Linked DNA regions of Rattus norvegicus: all the other regions are linked to region 1. Evidence: chromatin contacts called from public Hi-C data. All regions are on one chromosome and are shown on one strand. The core of a region is the stretch at or near the end of the contact, and the rest is flanking DNA. Distances in the headings are between cores, read along the strand shown.

Region 1 (4,252 bases), core at 542-3,041:
TTCAAGAGCAGGGGGTGGGTGGGAAAGAATGGATTCTTGGGCATTAGCCCTAAACGGGCTAGAGAACAAACAAAACTTTAGACTGCCCGACGGTCTGCAGCAGAATTTTCTAGTAGCATTCTAACCCACCCAGGGGGAAAAAAAAATCTGAATGAAAGTGATCATACTCCCTCACTCTCTTCTGTCGGGTGGGCATGCATGTAGACTCTAGCCCTGTCACCTCTGCCAGGGAGCAGACTCCTGATCTGTGTGCCAGTGTCGGAATCTGGGGGAGTTTTAAAGAAGGGTTGGTAAATACAGAAGACTGCTGCAAAACTTCAGGAATGAAAGGAGGAGAAAATGGGAGTTTGGAGGAGACAGATATAGTTTTTCCCCCTCTAGGAGAAAAGAGAGTCTAATGAGAAAGTGTTAAGTTTTTTCTTTAAAAAAAAAAAAGAAAGAAGGAAGGAAGGAAGGAAGGAAAGAAGAAAAAGCTGGAAGAACAGGCTTGTTGGCAACGTGCCAAACCCTAAAACCGCCCCCCCTCGCCAAAACAATACTTTTAGCAAACCTAAAATAATTGCAGGAAGCTCTTTTCCATCTTGAGAACTCTTACCTGGGGGAGGGAAAAGTGGGGATCCAAACAAGGTACCCTTCTAGCGTGTGTCTGGGGAACAGGGGACTCAAATGTTAGCCCATGTCTAGTCCTGGGCTCCCATTTGGGGATACAAACATATCCCTTTTCTAAGGGGGTAACTCTTTCACGGTTTTCCTTCTCAGTTATACAGAAAAAATGTCCCAGCTAAACCACTGTTGTTTCTGACGTGACAGAACTTTTTTGGGCGTTTGTGTTCAAACCCACCAGCTCCTGAGTTCTGGAAGAGAAGAGCGGTCGCTCACGACTCTCCGCCTTCCTTTTTCCAGATTCCCCCCCCCCCCCGCAATCTGGGGACGCTTTGGGGTGATCTTACTAGTCCCCCGCACCCAGATTCTGACTGCTATGGGGCCGTAGCTGTAAAGTTAGTAGGCTTTTGTGCATATTACCTCTGCGGACGACACTATTCCCACAGAAAGCTTCGCAGGAGAGATTACAATGCTTTGAGCTTTACCGCATTTCAGAGGAAGGGGGGAAAAGTTACCTAGAAGGTCTGATTTTTACAAGAAATTTGCATACATGCAAATGTACCGCGCGCCCTTCTCTGAGGTTCCTAGGGAGCCCACCCGGCGGCCCACGGGGGTGCGGGGCGCCCGGACAAAGTTGCCCCAATCGTCTACCGACGTCCGCGGAGGGCTGCGGCGCGGGTGGGGGGATGGGGAGGAGGAAAAGTAGTTTTGTTTGCTTAAGCACATCCTGTGGCAGCCTATAGCCGCCCGGAGGACACGCTGAAAACCGCTCCGCGCCGCGTTCCCGGGACCGCGCCGAGCGGGGCGGGGGCGGGGGCCGCGGGAGGCAGCGAGCGCGGAGCAAGCGGCGGGCGGGCGGCCGTGCAGACTGGGGACCGGTGTCAGCGCCGCAGCCGCCCCTCCCCCACCCGGCTCCCCCCACCCCACCCCACCCCATCCCCCCCACCCCCACCCCCCCGCGGCGGCGGCGCGAGCGGGCGGCGGCCGTGCGGTGCGGTGCAGAACGCGGCGCAGGCGGGCGCGCGGGCAGCTCGCGGGCACCCGGCCGGCCGGCGCGGGAGCGGGAAAGGGTGCGCTATGCCTTTAACGCCCGCGTACAGTAGACAGTATAGTGGAGTGTAGGGAAACTCTAGGCGGGGTTAAAGTTCAGCGCGTGGAGCGGCAAGAGCGCTGGCTGCTGCAGTTGAGCCGAGTTGGAAATGTGAACGCAAGAAGCAGGCTTGATTTTTTTTTCCTCCCCCCTCTCCTAGCTCTCTCCTCCTCTCTCTCCCTCTCGCACCCACACTCACGCACACCTCCAGCCCGCACACAGACGTGCACGCACCCCCCGCCGCCCGGCAGTTATGTATTCTCCGCTCTGTCTCACCCAGGTAAGCAGCTGCGGGGGCGCGGGGCGGCCGTGTGCCTCGGCGGGAGTCGTGTCTGCGCGTGTTTCTGTGTGTGCGCGCGCGTGTGCGGGGGGGTGGGGGGCTGCAGCTTTAAGAAAGTAACTTTGTTTCCATGCGGGTGCATTCCTCCGGCTCGGCCATTTGTGTGGGCACATGGCTAATGGCGCCCTCTTATTAATGCGTTAATTAATATCGGGGCGCCGGACTGCGGAGCGCCGGGTCTTGCGGGAGCCCCGCACGTGTGTCCGCCGCTGCAGCCCCTGACACGCTGCAATCTGGACTCGGTGTCTGCGGCGCGGAGCGCGGTGCCCGCGATTCCTCCGCTCCAGGGAGGGGCGGCTGAGCCCCGCAAACCCCGCACGCCGGCTGCACCCTGGCGCTCTGGCTGCCAGTGTCCTCCCGCGCCGCCGCGCCCCCCGCCGACGCCCCGAACTCTTACTTTTGTTTTGTGCCAGCTTTGCGGGCCGGCCCGGGCAGCGCCCCTCGGACGCGGCGGGCGGTGCGAGCCTTCGCCCGTGGGCTGCGTAGACTCACGCCCGGCGCCGGCCCAGGACCTTGTTGTCCCTCGCCTCCAGCCCGCGACCCCCAGGCGAAAGTTTAAGGATCCGGCGAGCCCACGCCGCGCAGGCCAGAGAGCCGCCGAGGCCGCGGGTCGGGCCGGGCTGGGCCGCTGCGGGCGGAGTGGGGCTCCGGCTCGAGGGCGAGCGGCGGCCAGGGCCGGAGTCGGCTGCTCCGCCGCCGCCGCCGCCTAGGCAAGCCCCAGGCGGCTCAGCAAGCAGGACCCGGCAACTTTCCGTGCAGCCCCACTCGCAGCGTGGGGCCTGGCGCCCCTCCGCCTGCCCCTCTTGCCCGAGCCTCCCAGCCCATCCCTCCCGGTCTAGTCTGCACCAGCAGTAAGGAAACACTGCTATTTTGCGGCTCCGGATCTAGTCCCGTTTGAATATATTATTTATTTTCTCTGACTAAAAGGCATAAAGTCAGAGTGATTTGCGCTAATTTTTTCTCTTTAAGCACGAGTCTTTATATGGGTTTAAACCATTGCACCCTGACCAGCAGTCACCTACATGAAGTTATATGCTTCTTCACGACTCCCTCAAAACCCTGCTACCACTGTGCCTTCAATGAGCTGGAGTAACGGTTTACCGGGAATACTTTGGAAGGCTGGACGTATCAGTAGCTTTTCCTCTCCACTGTAGATTCGGATTTATTTCCCATATGACTTCCCTTCTTACTGCAGTATCTAACAGTAATAACACTGGCTATTTGATCTCAGAAGACTCTTAAATGCATCTTTTATGTGGAGATGGTCTGTTTGGGATTTAGGCCTCACATTAATAATGGATAGCAGTTGTTTTAGTTATTGTAAAAGTCCACCCCTCCCCGCAACTTCCAAAGTTACTATTTTAGTAACTTGTGGAAGAATGGAATGAAACTTCTCCAACCACTTCTGGCAAGGTTCACAATTGCATATGGATAAGATGCAAAGTGTAAGATAATTTGAATGAATTATAGTCTGCAGTGAAAGTGCTGAGATTCGAAGGGTGAAATTCTAGCTGGCAAAAGTTTGCAACACATAGGACTTGTAGGTAATACCAGCATGCTGCAATGGCGAGAAAGACCCTCATGGATACAGCGTTGTCTTCTTGAGCGAGATTTGAAAAGATCAAAGTTCTGGTCTGGGGTTGTGTATTTCAGGAGCATACCTGCGAATCCATGCAGGCCTCGGGCACAGTCAGGGACTTAACAAGGTTAGCTTCTCTTGAGTTATTATCACATTAAGAAAGTTTTTTTTTTCTTCCCTTCTCTTTTCTCCCTCCTACACACTTGGCAGCTTTGATTGACGCATTCGCTGGGCCTTCACACCACTAAGAGAACCGCTTATTTGGTGTAGCAGTTTGTGAAGAAAAACGTACAATAAACAGGGAATAAAGGCTCGTGTGTTTTATGAGAGGGTCTTTAAAAGCTGATTTACAATTTATTTAACTTTCTGGAATATTTATAATATGTTAGAGCCAGTTTCAGAAAGAAAAACGTGGACCGTTTATTGCTCGTTTAAAAAAAAAAAAAGATCCAGTAAGCATGGTGACCAATGTGCTCTGAGAGTAAACTCAGCTTGCTTGTGTGCACTTTGAAGGGGCTTTACCTTGAGAATGCCAGGCCTCTTCTTATGACTGAGGATGGGCATATCACAACCAACTCAGGGACCTGCCTAAATACTGACAGTTCAGCAGAAATTTATGAGTAAACCTTAAAAAAAAAAA
Region 2 (3,900 bases), core at 836-3,335, 330 kb after region 1:
CGCTCTCTCTCTCTCTCTCTCTCTCTCTCTCTCTCTCTCTCTCTCTCTTTCTCTCTGCCCTTTCAAAGTGAAATATAAACATCTCAGATCTATTTCTTTTTTGTTTTTAAAAATGTATGCCCTGCCCTCTGAGCAGAAAGTAAAAGAAGTTGCATGTGTTGTAATATTGGCTGTGGACTGGGAGGGTGAGTCTTGGTTGCCCATCTCCAGTAGACTCAGGACCATCTCCACTTTGCAACTGTGCACAACCAAGGCACAAGAGAAGGACCAGCCTGCCACTGTCACGGTGCCTGCTGCCATCTCAGCCCTCTTGTTTAGGATGCAGTGGGATGAAGGCTGTTGATGGTTCGTAAATCCTGACTACTGTGAGCATTCCAGAATCCCCACAGAATGGGGCTGGAACTTTTCATGGAGCTGTAAATTAAGGGGCGAGAAGTGTGATAAAACTCCTAAGAGAACCGTGCTGCAATGGTTAAATGAAATTTTATAAGCGCGTTCGTTCAGCGCAGAGCTGTTTTGCATTACATGAGTTGAATACCTTAGAGACACCGCATCTGCAGGCACTTTATTAAATCCTGAGTCAGCACTTTCCAACCTGATGAGATTACTTCTCCATCTGACCGGCTAGGAGGAAAGCTGAGCTCTTGGCCTGCAGATTTCTTTTGATGTTTCACCTTGAACACTGAAAGAGGACAGGTCCCCCCTCCCGCCCCTGGTACATCCCAAACTATGGACGTTGAGAATGTAACGTGGCTAATTTCTTGAAACTAGAGCCTCCGTGGGAGTGTGGATTTATGGGCCACCAAATCAAACTGTAGTTGAATGTTCCTGTGGGGGTGGGGGGGGATAGATCAAAGCTCAGTGTTTACTTCCTCGATGTAAATGTATCAAGATAACATCCTCCCATGCAGTACTGTAATATTGCCACTCTGCAGATAAGGGACAGAGAGTCCTTTGTAGTGGCCTGGATACAGTAGGGCAGATTAAGGGCCTATAAAGTATGAAGGCAGAAGCCATATGAAACCCAAGCAGATGTCAGATGTGAGGATGATTTTCTGACTCTGCACCGATGAATTTTGTTTCATGTGCCAGTATTTCCCCCAATGACTTGATTCAACCCAAGAATTTCCCAGTCACCGACTCTTCTTTCTGCCCCAAGAAGAAAGGTGCAGAGTCATTCTTTAGTGAGTGTTCTCACACTTGCAACGTTTTCAAGTAATCGAAATTAAAAGGAAAATGCCACAAGAAAAAGAGTCTTTCCTGCTCTTGCCTTACCCATCTGATGCGATTGGCAGTTCACGGAAGCCTAAAGAAAGCCAGGGGCACCTCTGTGTGGGCGGTTGTCACATTGTCACCACCAGTGTCTTCAGCTACGAATGGACGGATCGAAACCTTGGCAAAACGGATTAATTTCTTATTGTTTACAACTGTTTCTCGGCTACATTTCTAAAGATCATTTACTAAGAGACCTCATTCAAAAAAATAGAAAGAAAGAAAGAAAAAAGAAAAGGAAAAAGAAAAAAAATGTTCGTGTGTGGTTCCCCCTAACTGACTTCCCATTCTGGAAGCCCTTGGTCAAGTAGCTGGGTTAATTGTCATGAAGATTAGTGTGATGTTGAAATAAGTACTAATGGTCAAATTACAGGAGTGAAAAGTGGGAGAATAGGTTTTGGTTTGGGCCTGAAAGGGTTAATTAACGTTTTTTCACGGGTTATTAAAGACCCCCAACCCCTGCCTTAGGAGTCATATTGACAGCCCACCACAGGGCAGCTCAGCTCCTCTATTGACATGTTGCTGGTCGGAGCACAATGGTCTCAGTATCTGCAAATCATTGCTAAAATCATCTCAAGGAAAAAAAAGTTCCCAAGCTTTACCATTAGACAAAAGCCCCGGAGTTGCAGCGCGCAGCTCAAAAACCCAGAGTCAGCACCTTCTATCGATTAAAAACTAACCTTTAAAGTAACTCTGAGAGCGTGTGGTTAGCATTTAAATTTAAACATGTCGTGAGTTGATTTGTGTTACTGAGTACCAACTCAGAAGGAGTAACATTCACAGTGCAGTTTTTTTTTCCTAACTCCCTTAAGCAGCTAAAGTATTTCATGAGATGTCAAAAGGGCAGAAAGGAAAGGGGGAGGGGCCAACTCGGGGCCTCATCGCTTTCTTTCCCAGGCAAATATTCACCCCCCCCCCAAAAGAAAAGTGTGGAGAGCGAAACACAATAATTAGTCCTTTGTCTAACTTTCTCGAATGCCAAAGAAAGACAGATTAATTAAATATACAACAGTGTTGGTTTTTGGAGTGGGGGTCTAGCTTGCTGGGTAGGTCATAAATTAGGCAGAATAAATACTTCAGTGTGTTTGCAGTGGGCCTGCTACGTCAGAGCCACTGGAAGGTTGGTGGGAGGAGAGTGGCGGGTTTCTTGCTAATGATAGTCACGTCTGGGTCTGTCTGGTTGCTAAGAGCAACCAGACATGATGTAACACCAGGATGAACTTGAACTTGGGGGACTTGAAAAGAGAACAATAGACCAGAGCAATCAATAAAGCCTATTTCAGTGAAGGGTTACAGAGCTGCTCTGGGGTAACCTTGTGGGTGAGGCACACACTGAATAGCAAGATGTGTGAAGAAACTTTTTTTTCCTTTGCTTTGGTTAGCTTTGCTTCGCCTTTTAACAGAAGTACGGGGGCGGGGGGGCACTGCTGATTTTTGTAGCGCCCTGGGTACAGAAACTATGGGACGGAAAACTGCTCCCCCTGGTGACTCACTGGGTCCCAGGCCTTTACTTCAGGACTGCCACACTGAAGAAGTCCGGAATTTCACAACTGCCTTCGAAAGCATGCAGACAGATTGAGAACAGCACTTGCCACTCAGTTTGAGACTGTTCTGTGTAAGAGCAGATATGGAAAATGGATCTGTGTCAGAGATCAGGAGAGACTTAAAACAAACATGGTTTGGAGATTGCTTCCGTCCCCTTTCTTTCTTACTGATCTTTTCTTTTGTCCACTTCGATTTAGGCCATGTGCCCTTAGCAGGGTGATTTCTTTTCCAGATATAAGCAGCTTTATTGGTCAGAGAGTAAAATCTACGAGTCTACAGGATGAGGAGTTTTGTGATTTGAGCTAAAGGTTTTTGTTTTGTTTTGTTTTGTTTTCTTATAAGCGCCTTTGGAAATCAAAGGTGCCTTGTGTGACCAGGAAATTTTACACCAACTTCCACGGAGCTATCATTTAGCCGTTTATCCCTGGGATCAAAGGAGTCCCGACTTTCCCCTAATTGAATCACCCCCACAAGAGTGAGCCTTAGCCCTCCAGAATCAGTTCTGACTGACGTAAACCCCCCTGATGTTTTCAATACAGAGCTCACAGCCATTAGCCTTGCCTAGAAGCTGGTAGGTTTTCTGACTCTTGCAAAAAGTACTGAATTCTTCAGAATACTTAGAAGAAAGCTGGGGAAAAAAGTCATACAATTTTTAGCTTCACTTGAGACATTAGTTTTGAGATTGCTCTGTAATAGCTCATTTTGTTGAGCGAACTTTCTTTGTTGACAAAGGATGCAGCAGACACAAAGGTAGTTACCTGGACATTTCTGAAAGGGACACAAGACTGGCTCCACAAGCTGGCAGAAAGCTCGAAGGCTTTTCTGAGTGAACAGAAACATAAATGAGGTCTACAGTGGTCTCATTTCCACCATGAACTTGACTTCATAAGGAGCCATCTTATTTATTACGTATCTTTTCTAAGAATATACTTGTGTATATATATTCAGTTGAAAGGAAGATGATTTGCCACCATAAATACTCCAGTCCGACTTCCCACCCACCATGTCACCAATGTGTTTGCCACCAGACCTTTCTGCTGTAACTGCTATCACGGGTCACCTACAGAATGCTGTGTTCGTAGG
Region 3 (3,886 bases), core at 416-2,915, 470 kb after region 1:
CAAGGAATGGGAACAAGCTAGATATCCATCAACAGATGAATAGTTAATAAAAACCCGGCCAAGCCTAGAATAAAATTATTCATCTCTAAAGAAATTGAAATTTGCAGGGACATGGATGGACTTAGAATGCATAATATTAAACAAGGTCACCTGACCTAGAAAGGAAAAAAAGTTCTCTCTCATAGGTAGATCCTAACCTATAACATATACATACATGTATGTAAACAAACATACGTGTAGTACAGGATAACATATAGGAAGGAGACCTTCCAAGGCTGATAGAAGATGAGGAGGAAGCAGGAGTCCTTCAAAAGGATGGAAACTGTTTGCTTGTTTGCTTGTTTGTTTTTAGTTTTAATTCTACTCTGGTTCTCTCCCTCACTCTCCCACCTCTCCATAGCTTCAAAAAAAAACTTTGACAATGAAATGTCTAATTGTATAACCCTAAGCAAAAGCCCCATTTCCAAATGGCCATGCTAACTATATTAAAGTTCTTTGAGGCATCCAGAATTTGGATTGGGCAAGTGTGTTCTTGAGTGTCAACCTTGTTTTTGTGTGTCCACTAAAAGAGATTTTATTTAGAAAGGAGGACGAGATTGCAGTTGGTGCCCTACCACCTAGACAGCTAAGGAGAGTGAAGAGAGTCCATTTTACCACCCATGCTGCCTTGTGTCTTAGGCAACCTCCAGACCAAGGAATAATAATTGTGAGAGCATTTCCATCTTCGCTGAACTCTCTTGTATCAAAGGGGATCCCCACTGCTCGGCCAACACCTTCCAGTTGCCTTTCACTCCACCTGAGTCCTAAAGCTCACTCACACTATGGCTCCCTCCTCCTGCTTGCCCTCCTCAGATGTCTGTGGTCTCCCAAACCCTTCACACATAAGCACAACTTTTCCCCCCAGCTGCTGCTCCTCCCACCTGACTTTATTCCTCCTGTGGCTGGTAACTCTCTCTTCCCTCCTGAAGTAAATCTCTTTCACCTTTCTGGCCCCTGTTCCAATCACCACCACTGTATTTTTATATTTGTGGCAGAAGTTTAATAGGTGGGGATGCAGGGGACTTCTTTGCAGCCGCCAGAATGCCCCAGAGAAAGATTTGTTTCCTTGTGGTCTAAGCAGCAACTGCTTCTAGGCCTGGTGGCCAAGTTTCTTTCTGATAGCTCCCACATTTTAGAGCACCTCTCACTCTAAAAGCCTAAAACCGGCATCATCAAAGTTTTGTAGAACTCCATCTTCTCTAATTTCCAATTTGTCCATAGCAAAACTAACCCTGTATCCTGCAAGGTGTCCAGCTACAAGAACACTGTTTGTTTTTTTTAATGCCATCTTCCCCTTGGTATTTCCCATAGGGCAAGGGCCCTGGTCCAGAAAATGGAATGGATTCACATGTTATTATACTTAATATTTATTAAAATAAATTTGAACATGCATAAATTTCCTAAAGCATTTTTAGTCCTGGAACCATGAGGCAAGTCATGAAACCTATAGCGTACACAGCCGCCATGCAAGGGGGTCACCAGAAAGCCCTTCTCGCAGAACGTTTGCCAAGAATATTGGGGAGAAAAAGGCCTTCGTTTTTTCCTTTACTTCGACTCAGACTCAACCCAGAGCCCATTCTGGCATCTGAAGAGTTAATCTGCTGCCATCTAGTGGCTCTCGGCCAATGTGCAGCACACTCAACTCTCAGGAGACTGATGTGGTTGACTCGATTGGAGGTGGGGTTCCTAGATGTAGGGGCGGGTCTCGTCCGTCCGTCTCAGAGGATACTGATGGAGCCTTTTTTGAAAATCAATCTGTCTCTGTGTGTCTCTCTGTGTCTCTGTGTGTGTGTCTGTGTCCGTGTGTGTGTGTGTGTGTGTGTGTGTGTGTGTCTGTCTGTCTGTCTGTCTGTCTCTGTCTCTGTCTCTGTCTCTCTCTGTCTCTCTCCCACCCCACCCCGTCTCTTCCCCCTCTCTGTCTCTCCACCCACCCACCCACCCCACCCCCCTTCTCTGAGGCAAATAGGGCCTGTTTCCTGCCGACCTGAAGCAGCGCAGTGATGCAGGCTGGGATCTCTTGCAAGTTTTCCGCTGTGGGGTGCCGCAACAGCTGTGACCCTTTCTTGATTTTGATGTAGACTTCAAGGGCGCCGTCCCCAGCAGGGGAACATTTTTACCTCAGGAGCCTATTCACTTTGGTAGCCTTGGCAGGGAAAGTTCCAGAAGCTTTGATTACACAAATACCTCTGCTAGGTACAGGCTCGGTCTTGGCAACCTGGGGAGAGAGAATGTGCACGTAGGCTGATTAAACCAAACGACCTGTTTCCTTTGCCGGGGCTGGGGGCTGGGGGTCTTCAGCTTGGAAATGATGTTTTTCCTTAGCTGCGTTGCCTGGAGACTTGGAGGGTTTAATTAGGGCTGGGGAGGGTTTTTGGCTTCTGCAGCTGCCTTCTCTCCCCCAGGGTTGCAGAATGAGAATGTGTGTGTGTGTGTGTGTGTGTGTGTGTGTGTGTGTGTGTGTGTGTGTGTGTGTGTGTGTGTGTGTGTGATGTGCGAAACAGGGAGGGGGAGAGTGGGAAGGAGAGAGAGAGAGAGAGAGAGAGAGAGAGAGAGAGAGAGAGAGATTGGGAAGTGAAGTGAATTCAGTACTGAAAAGCATGTGTTTCCTTTGGGTTCTGTTGATTTCACTTAGTAACTTAACCTTCCAAACCACACTGAGACTCGGTGGATTCTGTGTCACACTCTGGAATCAGGACAGCCACTGGACGTTGTAACTTTCTTCCTTCCATCTAGGGCTGCACTTTGGAACTTGTCTAAACATTCCCAAGCAGGAACAGTGCCCTGGGTCAGTGTCTCTCTGACTGTGAGTTCCAAGGAAGAAGCAGGGAAGCCTAGGTTGGGAGAAAGCAGCCAATTATATAAAACCACAGTTTTCATCCTTCGTGATACAGTGTGCTGTGTTACTCCTCAGCAGAATTTTCTCACTTGCTTTTCTGTAGCATGTATATGGTTACAGTACTTATTTTTCAATAGTGTTCCGGTTATAAAAGGATTAAATACTTAAGTATAACCTCTCATGCCCAAAGCCAGACTTTCTAGCAGTGGTCAGGGAAGATTTGGCTGCTCTATCTCCTGTGTGGAGTGCCCACAAACAGACTAAAAATGTTTTTGCCACTTTCCCAGAGTAGCCTGGGCAGACTTTTCCTTGGGGTGGGAGGAGGGTAATAAGGGGAGAGTGTTCCCCTCGCTCCCTAGCTGCTGTTTCGCTGTCAATTTTAGCTGTGCCTTGACTTACAGATCCGTGGCTCCCATCTCTGCTTTCACATGCATAACCTTCCCTGTATGTCGCCGGGCCCAACTCTTACATTTGTGTACCTCACTGATACTGGCTTAAGGCATACTCCAACGCGCTGGGTCTAAATGGTCCCTGAAAGGACTGGTCTCTGAATGACAACGCATTCAGAAGTCCTTGAATTAAACATTCCACTTAGCTTTGAACAAGCAACATCAGCCTTCATGTTAGGCAAAGCACAGCTACATGTACTTGGTGCTCTGGTAGAACTCAAGAGAGAACACATTTTTTTTAAGATTTATTTTTGTTGCATGTGTCAAATCAGGCTGGATGGAGGCTACATGAAGGTTAAAGGAAGACGGGCCTCCCCAGAGACAGAATGTTCCCTTGAGTCAAAACAGCTGAAGGGCCACGGTCTCTGTAGAAGCGGAGTCTGCAGTGCACACATTGTACGCAGTGCCTCAGGTTTTTATTGACTAGAAAAGGGGGAACGTGGGGAATGGAAGATTCTCCAGTCGTCTCTAAGTGCTTGATACTATTGTCAGAATGTCTGTTGGCCCCCTTATTAGAAGCATCAGGAACCTCACAGCCCATAGGCTCATCACAGAAGTCAGC

The links. Hi-C and Micro-C count contacts between places; a contact is called where the count stands out from the background.
Region 2: a contact with region 1 is called in a Hi-C map of the A7r5 cell line, with 3 times the contacts expected there. The contact joins the enhancer-like site here to the promoter of Nfia in region 1. A contact is called at or near these places in 2 of 12 Hi-C or Micro-C datasets (the A7r5 cell line and mammary epithelial cells) and 1 of 1 datasets of contacts at active chromatin or transcription factors (oligodendrocytes).
Region 3: a Hi-C map of the A7r5 cell line shows a contact between it and region 1, with 2.3 times the contacts expected there. The contact joins the enhancer-like site here to the promoter of Nfia in region 1. A contact is called at or near these places in 1 of 12 Hi-C or Micro-C datasets (the A7r5 cell line) and 1 of 1 datasets of contacts at active chromatin or transcription factors (oligodendrocytes).

What each region holds. Positions count from the first base shown.
Region 1 is chr5:117,555,489-117,559,740 of GRCr8, forward strand. It overlaps Nfia (nuclear factor I/A), which reads left to right and starts at 1,792. Exons shown (of 11, transcript NM_012988.2): 1 at 1,792-1,973. The coding sequence starts at 1,947. LOC120103114 (a long non-coding RNA gene) reads right to left here. Exons shown (of 3, transcript XR_010066547.1): 1 at 2,431-4,252.
Region 2 is chr5:117,885,341-117,889,240 of GRCr8, forward strand. All of the region lies in intron 10 of Nfia (nuclear factor I/A), which reads left to right. Among named protein-coding and RNA genes, the nearest start is that of Rps18l5, 230 kb to the right of the region's middle. Within about 2 kb of position 2,086, at least 53 of the 93 cell types and tissues checked have an H3K27ac peak or open chromatin away from gene starts, as enhancers often do. A contact at or near this core is called in the A7r5 cell line, where this site is marked.
Region 3 is chr5:118,028,381-118,032,266 of GRCr8, forward strand. No RefSeq gene overlaps it. Among named protein-coding and RNA genes, the nearest start is that of Rps18l5, 82 kb to the right of the region's middle. Within about 2 kb of position 1,666, at least 36 of the 93 cell types and tissues checked have an H3K27ac peak or open chromatin away from gene starts, as enhancers often do. A contact at or near this core is called in the A7r5 cell line, where this site is marked.